Regions from separate parts of the Sus scrofa genome. Here region 1 is linked to region 2. Evidence: chromatin contacts called from public HiChIP or PLAC-seq data. All regions are on one chromosome and are shown on one strand. The core of a region is the stretch at or near the end of the contact, and the rest is flanking DNA. Distances in the headings are between cores, read along the strand shown. Region 1 has its middle 88 kb from the start of ATL2. Region 2 overlaps ATL2 (atlastin-2).

What was found. HiChIP or PLAC-seq counts read pairs in DNA pulled down with a chosen protein or histone mark.
Region 1: a contact with region 2 is called in an H3K27ac HiChIP or PLAC-seq map of alveolar macrophages. The contact joins two enhancer-like sites. A contact is called at or near these places in 2 of 2 datasets of contacts at active chromatin or transcription factors (alveolar macrophages and skeletal muscle).

The regions. Positions count from the first base shown.
Region 1 is chr3:101,866,841-101,871,973 of Sscrofa11.1, reverse strand. It overlaps the pseudogene LOC100520902. Among named protein-coding and RNA genes, the nearest start is that of ATL2, 88 kb to the left of the region's middle. Within about 2 kb of position 3,318, at least 5 of the 83 cell types and tissues checked have an H3K27ac peak or open chromatin away from gene starts, as enhancers often do. A contact at or near this core is called in alveolar macrophages, where this site is marked.
Region 2 is chr3:102,016,064-102,021,379 of Sscrofa11.1, reverse strand. It overlaps ATL2 (atlastin-2), which reads right to left. Exons shown (of 14, transcript XM_005662612.3): 5 at 5,102-5,152; 6 at 4,746-4,802; 7 at 2,623-2,715; 8 at 1-125. Among named protein-coding and RNA genes, the nearest start is that of ATL2, 62 kb to the right of the region's middle. Within about 2 kb of position 4,024, at least 6 of the 83 cell types and tissues checked have an H3K27ac peak or open chromatin away from gene starts, as enhancers often do. A contact at or near this core is called in alveolar macrophages, where this site is marked.

The DNA.
Region 1 (5,133 bases), core at 2,069-4,568, 150 kb after region 2:
TGGCAAAAATTAAAGATAAACAGAGGATTCTAAAGGCATCAGGAGAAAAACAAAGATTATAAGGGAACCTTCATAAGGCTATCAGCTGATTTCTCTACAGAAACATTACAGGCCAGAAGGGAGTGGCATGATATATTCAAAGTTCTAAAAGAGAAAAATTTGCAGCCTAGAATACTCTACCCAGCAATAATATCATTTAAAATAGAAGGAGAAATAAAGAATTTCTTCAATAAACAAAAACTAAAAGAGTAGCAATACTAAACCCATTCTAAAAGAAATACTGAAAGGGCTCCTCTAAATAAAAAAGTAAGAAGAAATAAGAGGAGGAAATCACAATTGGAAAGCAATCACTTAAACTAAATAAACCAGTATACAGGTCTAAAAGTAAAACAAAACAAAACAAAACAAAAACTCTATTGTAAAAGTGACAATAAACACAAGGAACAGCAAAAGGACAAACATGAAGATGCTAAAAAAGGACTTCAAAATCATAAAATGTGGGGAAGGAAAGTAAGAAAATCTAGATTCTTCTTCTTCTTCTTTTTTTTTTTTTTTTTGTCTTTTCTAGGGCTGCACCATGGCATATGGAGGTTCCCAGGCTAGGGGTCTAATGGGAGCTATAGCTGCCGGCCTACACCACAGCCACAGCAATGCCAGATCTGAGCCATGTCTGCGACCTACACCACAGCTCAACCTCATGGTTCCTAGTAGACTGAGCCATGACGGGAACTCCGTAGATTCCTTTATCTTAGAATGTCTTTGAGCCTATATGACTATCAGGCTAAAGCGAGCTCAGGAAGAGGTTAACATACATGAAAAAGAGGGCAACCACAAACCAAACCAAACATTACATTGGTAAAAACTGAAAAGAAGAGGACACAAGCATAAAATAAAAGGAAATTATCCAACCAAAAAAAAAAAAAAAAAAAAAAAAAAACAAAAGAGAAACATAGAATCAACTGGAAAACAAGGTTTAAAATGGCAATAAAGATGTCTTTATCAATAATTACCTTAAATGTCAATGGACTGAATGCTTCAATCAAAAGACACAGAGTGTCAGACTGGATTTAAAAAAAAAAGAAACTATAATATGCTATCTACAAAAGACTCACCTTAGGACAAAGGACAAATATCCAAGACAAGTCTCACAGAGATGGGATCCCCGAGAGCTTTCCTTGCCCCATCCCCACCCATCCCAAACTGTCCTCTGACCAGTTTGCCAGTGTCCGGATTCCTTCTTCCTGTTTTTGTTTTTTGTTTTTTATTGGCTGCACCTGCAGAATATGAAGTTGCAGGCTAGGGGTTGAATTGGAACTGCAGCTGCTGGCCTATGCCACAACTGCAACCTATGCAACACCAGATCCCAGCCACATCTGCGACCTATGCATGGTTTACAGCAACTCTGGATGCTTAACCCACTGATCCAGGCCATAGATTGACCCCACATCCTCGAAGAGATGACATTGGGTCCTTAACCTGCTGGGCCACAAGAGGAACTCCAGATTCCATCCTTCTGAATTAATCATTCCATGTCCCAGAATTCCACTGGAAAAGAGAATCCTGGAGGGCAAGCCTGGATGGTGTGCCGAAGGGGAGAGATTGGAAGTGGCAAGGGGGCACTGTAAGGACAAGGCGGTGTCTAAGGGTGGAGGGCATCAGCAGAGGGAAAGACAGTCCAGAGAGGGGAGACAAGGCACCACAGAGGACCTAAACTAAAGCTACTTCCCCATTTCCTTTGCCACTGACTTCTTCATTCAAATGCACTTACTTAGCTCCAGTGTCCCCACCTTCATTCTACTTCTGGACTAAGTACTGAGCACAGCTACATAAAACAGGAAGTTTAACAAAACTGATCAGCAAGCTAAAACTGCACTCGCATCAACAGCAAGAGAGCTGGTCTGTGAATCAGCAGTTGGTCCCACGATAATTCAAAGGGCAGGTGCTCATCTCACACCTTTAGCAGCAGATTGGAATTAAGTGAGACAGAATATTGACAAATGGAAGTCTCATAGAAGTATTAAAAATATGAATGCAAAGCAGGTGGGGAGAATACTAAAATAGTTCATCTAAAAATAGTCTAATTCCTCATCCAGTGGCCAAACCCGATTAGGTTTCGTGTTCATTTGGGTTCACAGTTTGTTTAAAGCCAATGTTGGAAGGGAAGAGGGTCTTCTCCATGATCCTGATCCTCAACCACATGCTGACCCATCCAAGCTGAGCCCAAGAATGCAGAGTTTTAGAGACTAGGAAGAAAATGTTGAATGTGGAGCTGTCAGGAGCTGGAAAAGTTTAGGGTGATTTAGAAGGAAAATTCGTAAGTCTTTTAAATCTGCCTTTTGATTTGTCTGCCTTCAAATAAATGAAGTTAGAACCATAGCGGGGTCATCCATAAAATTCCTGAACACTGGCATCTCCTGTGTTCCAGGCCCACATACAGCTGGGCAAGGGGGCGTAAAGGAGCATGAAGCAAGGCCCCACAGTGAGGAAGCTGAATCACACTCAGGCTGAACCCAGGGCCATGGTCCGGAGAAGCAAAATTCACCCTCCAATCTCACTCACGGATCTGGCAAAGGCACAGCTGCCCAGGAAAGTCCACTGTTGACAGGAGATCCTCACAATCCAAAACCAGGAAGGGGAAGTTCCTGTGGTGGCTCAGCTGAAAGGAACCTGACTAGTATCCATAAGGACGCCGGTTCGATCCCTGGCCTCGCTCAGTGGTTGGAGATCTGGTGTTGCCGTGAGCTGTGGTGTAGGTAACAGACTCGGCTCAGATGCCACGTTGCTATGGCTGGGGTGTAGGCTGGCAGCTGTAGCTCCGATTCGACCCCTAGCCTGAGAACTTCCATGTGCCAAGATACAGCCCTAAAAAGGCAAAAACAAAAACAAAACCAGCAAGGGCTTGTGGTGAACAGGTCGCATGGCTTCTACCCACCCTCAGCCCTTTTACAGACCCTGCCCCCTGACAAAGGGCTGGGCCCCAGGTCTTGGGAGTCCGACCATCTGATCCTGTGCTCTTGCTGTGCTCTCCACCCCTGCAGCTGACTGGGGAGTGCTGGCTATGCCTGGCCGGTGACTCAGGACCCAACGCAGGACCACCTGGCTTCATTCACGGCAATGATAGGAACTTACAAAGCTGCCTCGCTTGGTTGGGTATTACCATGAAAGTTCCATTTTTCACCTATTACTGTTTACACTCCTACTCTATTGAATGTCCCTTTCTCTTGACAATTTAGAGGAAGCCAAATAGGTCATGAGTAGCCAAGAGGAAATGGTCAGGGAGAGAAACCATCCGGAAGCCAACGGCGGGATAGAAAGAAGCAGACACAGAGTGCGGCTGAGTCACATGGAGGAGCCTGGAACGATGGCTGCCAAAGCCCTCTGCAGGGTCCCTGGAGCCAGACAGGACCCAGAGCCACTCACCCAGCCCCTCCTCTGTGAGTCCTAACCACAGCTGGCTGCTGTCTTACACAAACGTGTGATGCCTCTTGTCACTCTGAGAAGAACGTCACCACTTTTACCCAAAACCCCCCTCCATCAATGTGCCCTGCCAGCAAATGACCAATGGCAGTTCTGCAAGAGGTCCACTGCCTCTGCTGAGCATAAAAGGCTAGAAGATGATGTGGTCCCCAGGCAACCAATGAGGTCTCCCTATGAAGGACAAAGTCTCCACTTCATAGGGCCCTTTGCCCTTGGGAACGTACAGGGTGAACCCTCAGGCACTGTTTCCCTGCTAGGCACTTAAGGGGGTTTTATTCCTAACAAATTAGTTTTTTGAGGCAGCAATCTGGTGCCACAGAAATAAAACTAGAGCGGTGGGGGGGGGAGGCCACAAAATCTGTACCTAATTAATTAATTGTGTGTGACTGGCCAAGCAATTTACATCTACGTCCTAGTTTTCTCATCAGAAATACAGGACAAATAATCTGTCCTACCACCTTGAAGATTTTTTATGAAGATCATATAAAAATATGCATAAGAAGCCTTGGAAAAGCATGTGTAAGCGCTATACTATTTCATGAAAGGTAAATGAGGAGGAGAGGTATAAGGGTGGCACCACCCATGTCAATCAGCACTGAAGTCAAAGTCACTGCCACTCCTCTCTGCCAAGCTTGAGGCAGTCAATTAAAGGATCCAAAAGATGAGTGTCTGAATCTCCCCTAAAATGAAGGCTGTGGCTTCCTGCCTACATGCACAGGTGCTGTTGATTCTATAAGGGGCATTAGCAGAACTGGAATTTATCCCCCCCACCCCCCACCCCCATTCTCTCTAGATAGATAGATGACAGATGATACATAGAAGACAGACAGATAGACAGTCAGATAGACAGACAATCAGGTTGCTTCCAGCTGCAGGTAACCATATAACCCAGCTGAAAGTGGCTTAAACAATAAAAAATCTAGAAAATTCTCGTACAATTTCTCATTCCAAGGCTTCATAATTTGGCGGCACAGGGTTGGCTTAAGTTCTCAGGCTTATTGCCATAGGGCTGCACAAGGGCCACATCAGCACCACTTTCTCTCCCAAGCACATCCAAAAGCAGATGGGACAATTTTTCTTAAATGTCTCTTTTTATTAGGACAGAAAACTTATCCCCAAATGCTCCCTTCCTCACACACACACATGCCCAACATAGACCCAACTGCAAAAGAGGCTGAAAAATTTTCAGCCTCTAGTAGGAGTGGACACTGCCAGCAAGGAAGAAGTGGGAGGCGGGGTGCAAGGGGGTGGCACGGAAGAGACAGCTGTAGGATTGGCAAGAGCACTCAGGTGCAGAGAATGAAGTTCATTCTCACTAAAATGAAGCAGAAGAAATTTGTTTTAGGGTATTAGTCAACAAAATCGGGCTGAAGAAGTAGATTCTGGGTTGAGCATTCAGGAAAAAGTCCTAAAGTCACCCTGCAGAACTGGGCCACCAAGTAAGCTGCTGCCCAGTCTGTGCTCAGAAAGCCAAAGGCTCTGGGACCACAGTGTCATGACCACAGTCAGGAAGCCAAGGGTGCTGCTGCCAGCTCCTTGGCCAGATGGTGTTTGCTATGGACCATACCAGATCAACAAATGGCTCATCCTGCCTCTGATGACACTCACAAGGCCAGGAATTGAGCACTGAGATCTCCACGATGGCTACTACAGAAA
Region 2 (5,316 bases), core at 2,775-5,274:
TCAAAACTAGGATTAGTTGCAACTTTAAGACCAGGATGTGGCAAAAGGAAGCAACCAAGATTTGAGAAACAATTGTGAATGTGCTTCCTTACATTCTGCAGCTCTTCATGTTGATTTTGTTTTACCTAGGGGCAGAAGGAGACAGGGTGAAAGTGCAAACAAGAGAAAAAATTTTAAAGAAAACGCACACACACACACACCTGCATGTACACTCAGATGCTACTCCAGAGGGTGTTTTTGGACAACATAAAATTGTACTAAAGACCCATTTCTTTTTTTCTTCTTTTTTTTTCTTTTTGTCTTTTTGTCCTTTTTAGGGCCCCACCCACGATATATGGAGGTTCTCGGGCTAGGGGTCTAATCAGAGCTGTTGCTGCCGGCCTACGCCAAAGCCACAGCAACGCCAGATCCAAGCCGCGTCTGCGACCTACACCATAGCTCACGGAAACTCAGACCCTTAACCCACTGAGTGAGGCCAGGGGTGGAACCCGCAACCTCATGGTTCCTAGTTAGATTAGTTTCTGCTGTGCCATGACAGGAACTCCCTAAAGACCCATTTCTAATCATTTGGTAAGATTTCCACTCTGTCCTAAACCATTACAATGTGTTTCCCATGTTAGATGTTGAGGATATGAATAAATACAAATAATAATTAGTCATAATATCTAACACCAGAACAACAAAATGTGTTTGTGATTTATAAACCAGTTAATTTGCCTTTAAAGTACTTATAATGGCAAAGAGAAAAACAAAGTACTGACTGGCCTACAAACAAAAAGGTTGGCTTTGAGCAAAGTAAAAGATAAGGTATGTAGTCCAAAGAACCTTAAAAATTAGTTGGGATTTCAGGTCTCATTCTAAATGATTGTGACTTACGATTTACTGGTGTTTTTTGCAAAACAGAAGTTATTATTTTCTGGAAAAAAAGTCCTACGCTTAGATATTTAGTAACTACTTAACTCCAATACAACTCACATATTCTCCCAAAAACCATTCTTACAAAAAAAGCTCCATTCATAATCAACAAAACCTGAAAACTACCTAAATCTCCATCAAGAGTAGAATGGAAACACTGTTGCCTACTCATATCATGGAATACTGCATGTCAATGAGAGTTAAAGTGAACCAAACTCCATGCAACAATATGGATTAATCTCTGAAATGTAATATTGGGCAAAAGAATACATACTGTATGTGATTCCTTTCATAAAAAAAAAAAATCCAAAAATAAAGCCTGTTTGAGGTCAAAATGGTAGTGAAGGGTTTGTGAAGTGAGGGGGTTTGTGGATAGAGGTAGGTGCTTCTGTGGTTACATGGTTCAATTTGTACAAATTCATTAAGCTGCCCACTTATGGTACTTTTCTATATCGCTTCAGTAAGATACAGTAAGTTTAAAAACCTTGTCTCTGGAGTTCCTACTGTGGCAAGTGGGTTAAGAATCCAACTGCCGAGTCTCAGGTTGCTATGCAGGTATAAGTTTGATCCCTGGCAGTGCAGGAGGTTAAAGGATCTGGCCTTGCCACAGCTGCAGCACAGGTCACAGCTGAGGTATTTCTATATGCCGTGGGTATGTCCATAAAATTAAAAAACAAATAAGAACCCCCCAAACCTTACTGTCTTTGAAGTACATAATTAATGAATTTAGTTAGTATGCCTGATGTGTTTTGTGTTAATTTCCTCTGAACAAAGCAGAGAAAATGCTGATGAGTGAAATTATCTCTGACAGTCTGGAAATGCCTTTCAAATAATCTAAGAATGAGGACTTAGTTTTAATCTCATTTTAGGATTAAAAAAATTACGCTGTATCTTAGGTCTTCGAATGTGGTTGAGAAGCTAAATGCATCTTTTCATAGGAAAGAAACAAAATTTTATTACCGAAAGAGAGAAACCTCCTACTTATGAAGAAAGGGATTTTTATGTACCTTTTGCGGATGTCAGTAGTGGGTCGTATTTGGGCTTGAGGGTTTCCCAAAATACTTCCATGGGAGGGCACCTTTGATGAGGTTACTTCCAGGAATGCACTGTGTGGCATTTTGCATTGGCCAGGCCAGGAGTCTGGATATTCACGTCCCACTCCCAGTTATCAATAATTAGTTAAGTGACCAAAAGCAAATCACTTTTCTAAGTCCCAGTTTTGGAGATAAATGTTTAAGATCCCTTTTTAGTGCTACATGCTGCAACTCTATGAGATAGTATTCCTTGGAAAGCGTCTCACAGTATTTGCGCTCAATGCATGCACATTAGATTATCCAGCTTGTCCCAAATGTTCAGAAGTTCAGCTGGGCCAGAAAGAAACATGCATGCAATATGAATAGATCAATAAGTTAGTCTACTTCAAACTTGTATCCTTTGAATATTAATTTACTGAAGAGGCAGGTGGCTCTGGAGAGAAATATTTGTTCCTTTATTTCTGTTCAAGGGCATTTCTATTATTCCCTTTAGCAGGAGTGCTACCGACTTACTTCTCATCAGTTACACATGGAGTTATCCGGGCTAACTTGGGACACTCAATTTGCTACGATGATAACTTAGAGACTTGCAGTCTTAAGCAGTAGTCCAAGCAGCCCACTCCTTCACCTGGCTTAGTGCTTATGCTCTCCTTTCTAAGAAACAGGGGCTTACCTGCAATCTCTTTTCAAGGAATTGTTTTCCACCTTCCAAACCATATGAATGTTCATAAGGATAACTCCAATCTCGAATCAAAAACATTAATGTCTACAGAAAGGGGAAAAAAATCATTTCCTATAAAATTTTACAAAATATCACTACTTTAATAACTGAAGCATCTCTTACTCCCCCGAACAATCCTTTTCAAAAGTTATAGTAACCAAATGGTTTAATACTACTCATAGTTCAGCAATCCCACTCCTGGGCACCTACCCAGAGAAAACCACGACTCGCAAAGACACATGTACTCCAATGTTCATTGCAGCACTATTTACAACAGCCAAGACATGGAAACAACCTAAATGTCCATCGACAGAGGAGTGAATCAAGAAGATGTGGTACATATACACAATGGAATATTACTCAGCCATTAAAAAAAAATGAATACCAGCATTTTTAGCAACATGGATGGACCCAGAAACTATCATGCTAAGTGAAGTCAGCCATACACTGAGACACCAACATCAAATGCTTTCACTGACATGTGGAATCTGAAAAAAAGGACAGACTGAACTTTGCAGAACAGATGCTGACTCACAGACATTGAAAAACTTATGGTCTACAGAGGAGACAGTTTGGGGGGTGGGGGGATGTGCTATGTGCTTGGGCTGTGGGATGGAAATTCTATGAAATCAGATTGTTAGGATCATTATACAACTACAGATGTGATAAATACATTTGAGTAATAAAAAAATAAAATAAAATAAAATAAAATAAAGCAAATAATACTACTCATAGTTATAACAAGAGCCTACATAAGCCAACAACAGTCTCAGCTCTTATACCAAGCAATTACCTCCATTTGAGAACCTCAACTCTATATAAAGAGTTACCACAAGCAATAACATAGGATTTTAAAAAATAAACAAAAGGCATATCAGGGTATATGGATCATAAGTTTAAGCCAAGGTTGTGTAACAAGACCAACTAACCTAATTAGAGCAAGCAATTCTTTCACAGAATTTTTTATTCATATATGCTTAGGTTTCTCAACTAAGCACGACTGACATTTTATGAGTCAGATAATTCTTAGCTGTGCTTGGCTGTCCTACTCCTACACATTTTAGGATACTGAACAACACATCTGGCCTCTATAAACTAGAAGCCAGTGGCATTAACTTCCTCCACAAAACTGTGACAACCAAAAATGTAGCCAGACATAATGGCAAACGCCCTCTGGGTGGCGATGTTAACCACGAAAAAGTGATATAGGCCAAAGGAGAATATATTTCATCATATACACAAAATGACACCATAAGCTACCCAAATATTTCATAAAAGTGATTACTTGAGCCAGACAAGACTGAGGCAGAATCAGTGTAAACCTACTAAGAATCACCAGTGACACTGTCATACAGGAAGGACTTCACACACTGATGAACAGCGTGGTCAGTCTCACCCACTATGACACAACTAACCAAACAGTGCTATGTCAACTTATAAATTACATTTACTTCAAAAAAGAAACTATCTGAAATTAGCTTCATTTTTTTTTTTTTTTAAATCTCTGCCATGATAAGACTCCACAGAAGCAAGCAAAGCAAATGCTTCTCAAATAACTCTACCCAGGTTAATTTCTGGCTTAATATTCTGTACCTAGCATTTAAAAGAAATGAAAAAACATAAGGGGGGAGAGATACAATAAATTCCAAAACTCTTCTATTTGAAACAAAAATACAGAACAACAGGTCTAACCTCAACTTGTAATACACCACACACACAACACTGTTACTACTAGATAGTAACACTGTCTAGTAGTTTATCATGCATAAAAGAAACTTACACAACTGTCTCAATTTTTGGAATTAACATCTAATTAGGAGAAACATTACTAACTTCTTAATCTAATCTAAGTAAAAAGTATTAAGAATCAATCTAAATCCATTTGTTCTATTTCCTATCCTGTAAGCTGCTACCGAGAATTGGTGATGACATTGACATTAACAGTTTCAACTCTGCTTGATTTGCTGCTAAAAATTAGTTTGGCATAAGGTCCTCATGTCTTCAGAGTTCCAAGATGATATATATGACTTACTAATTTTTTAATAAATTTTTTAAATGATAAAATATTTATTTACCTGAAATGGTTTCTGGTAGATTTCTTCCATTGCAAGTCTGCCATACTCTGTAAATAACTATTAAATCAAATTATTTAAGATAATGCCCCCAAAGAGGTTGAAAGAAGACATCTATGAAGCTGTTCTATATCAGATCACTAGCTATCAGAGCTCTTAAAATCACTTGAAAGCCAAACATTTAATTTTTTAAGACTGATCATATATTTAAATTTCTTCTAGTTAAGAAGTTGTACATCAACTTAAAACCATATAATAATCAATCTTCTTACAATATCATAGGTTCTTGGTGTAAAGTCACCGCATAGTGGGAATTAAATTTTTAATACTTTGGCACACATTCTTTGAGACATACATACTTGCAAGTGTTGAAGATCATCTTCTTGAATATTTTGAGACAAATTATATACCTGTTAAAACAAAATTTTGTTTTTATTAGTGCTTTACTTTGAATACTCAGCTGTGTATAACCTTCCCTGTGGAAGTGAAGGCTATTTTATATCGTAGCACAAATGAATGATTCAGTCACTATCTTAACTAGTGGTCCATGTAAAGGATGTTCTTTTTTTTTTTT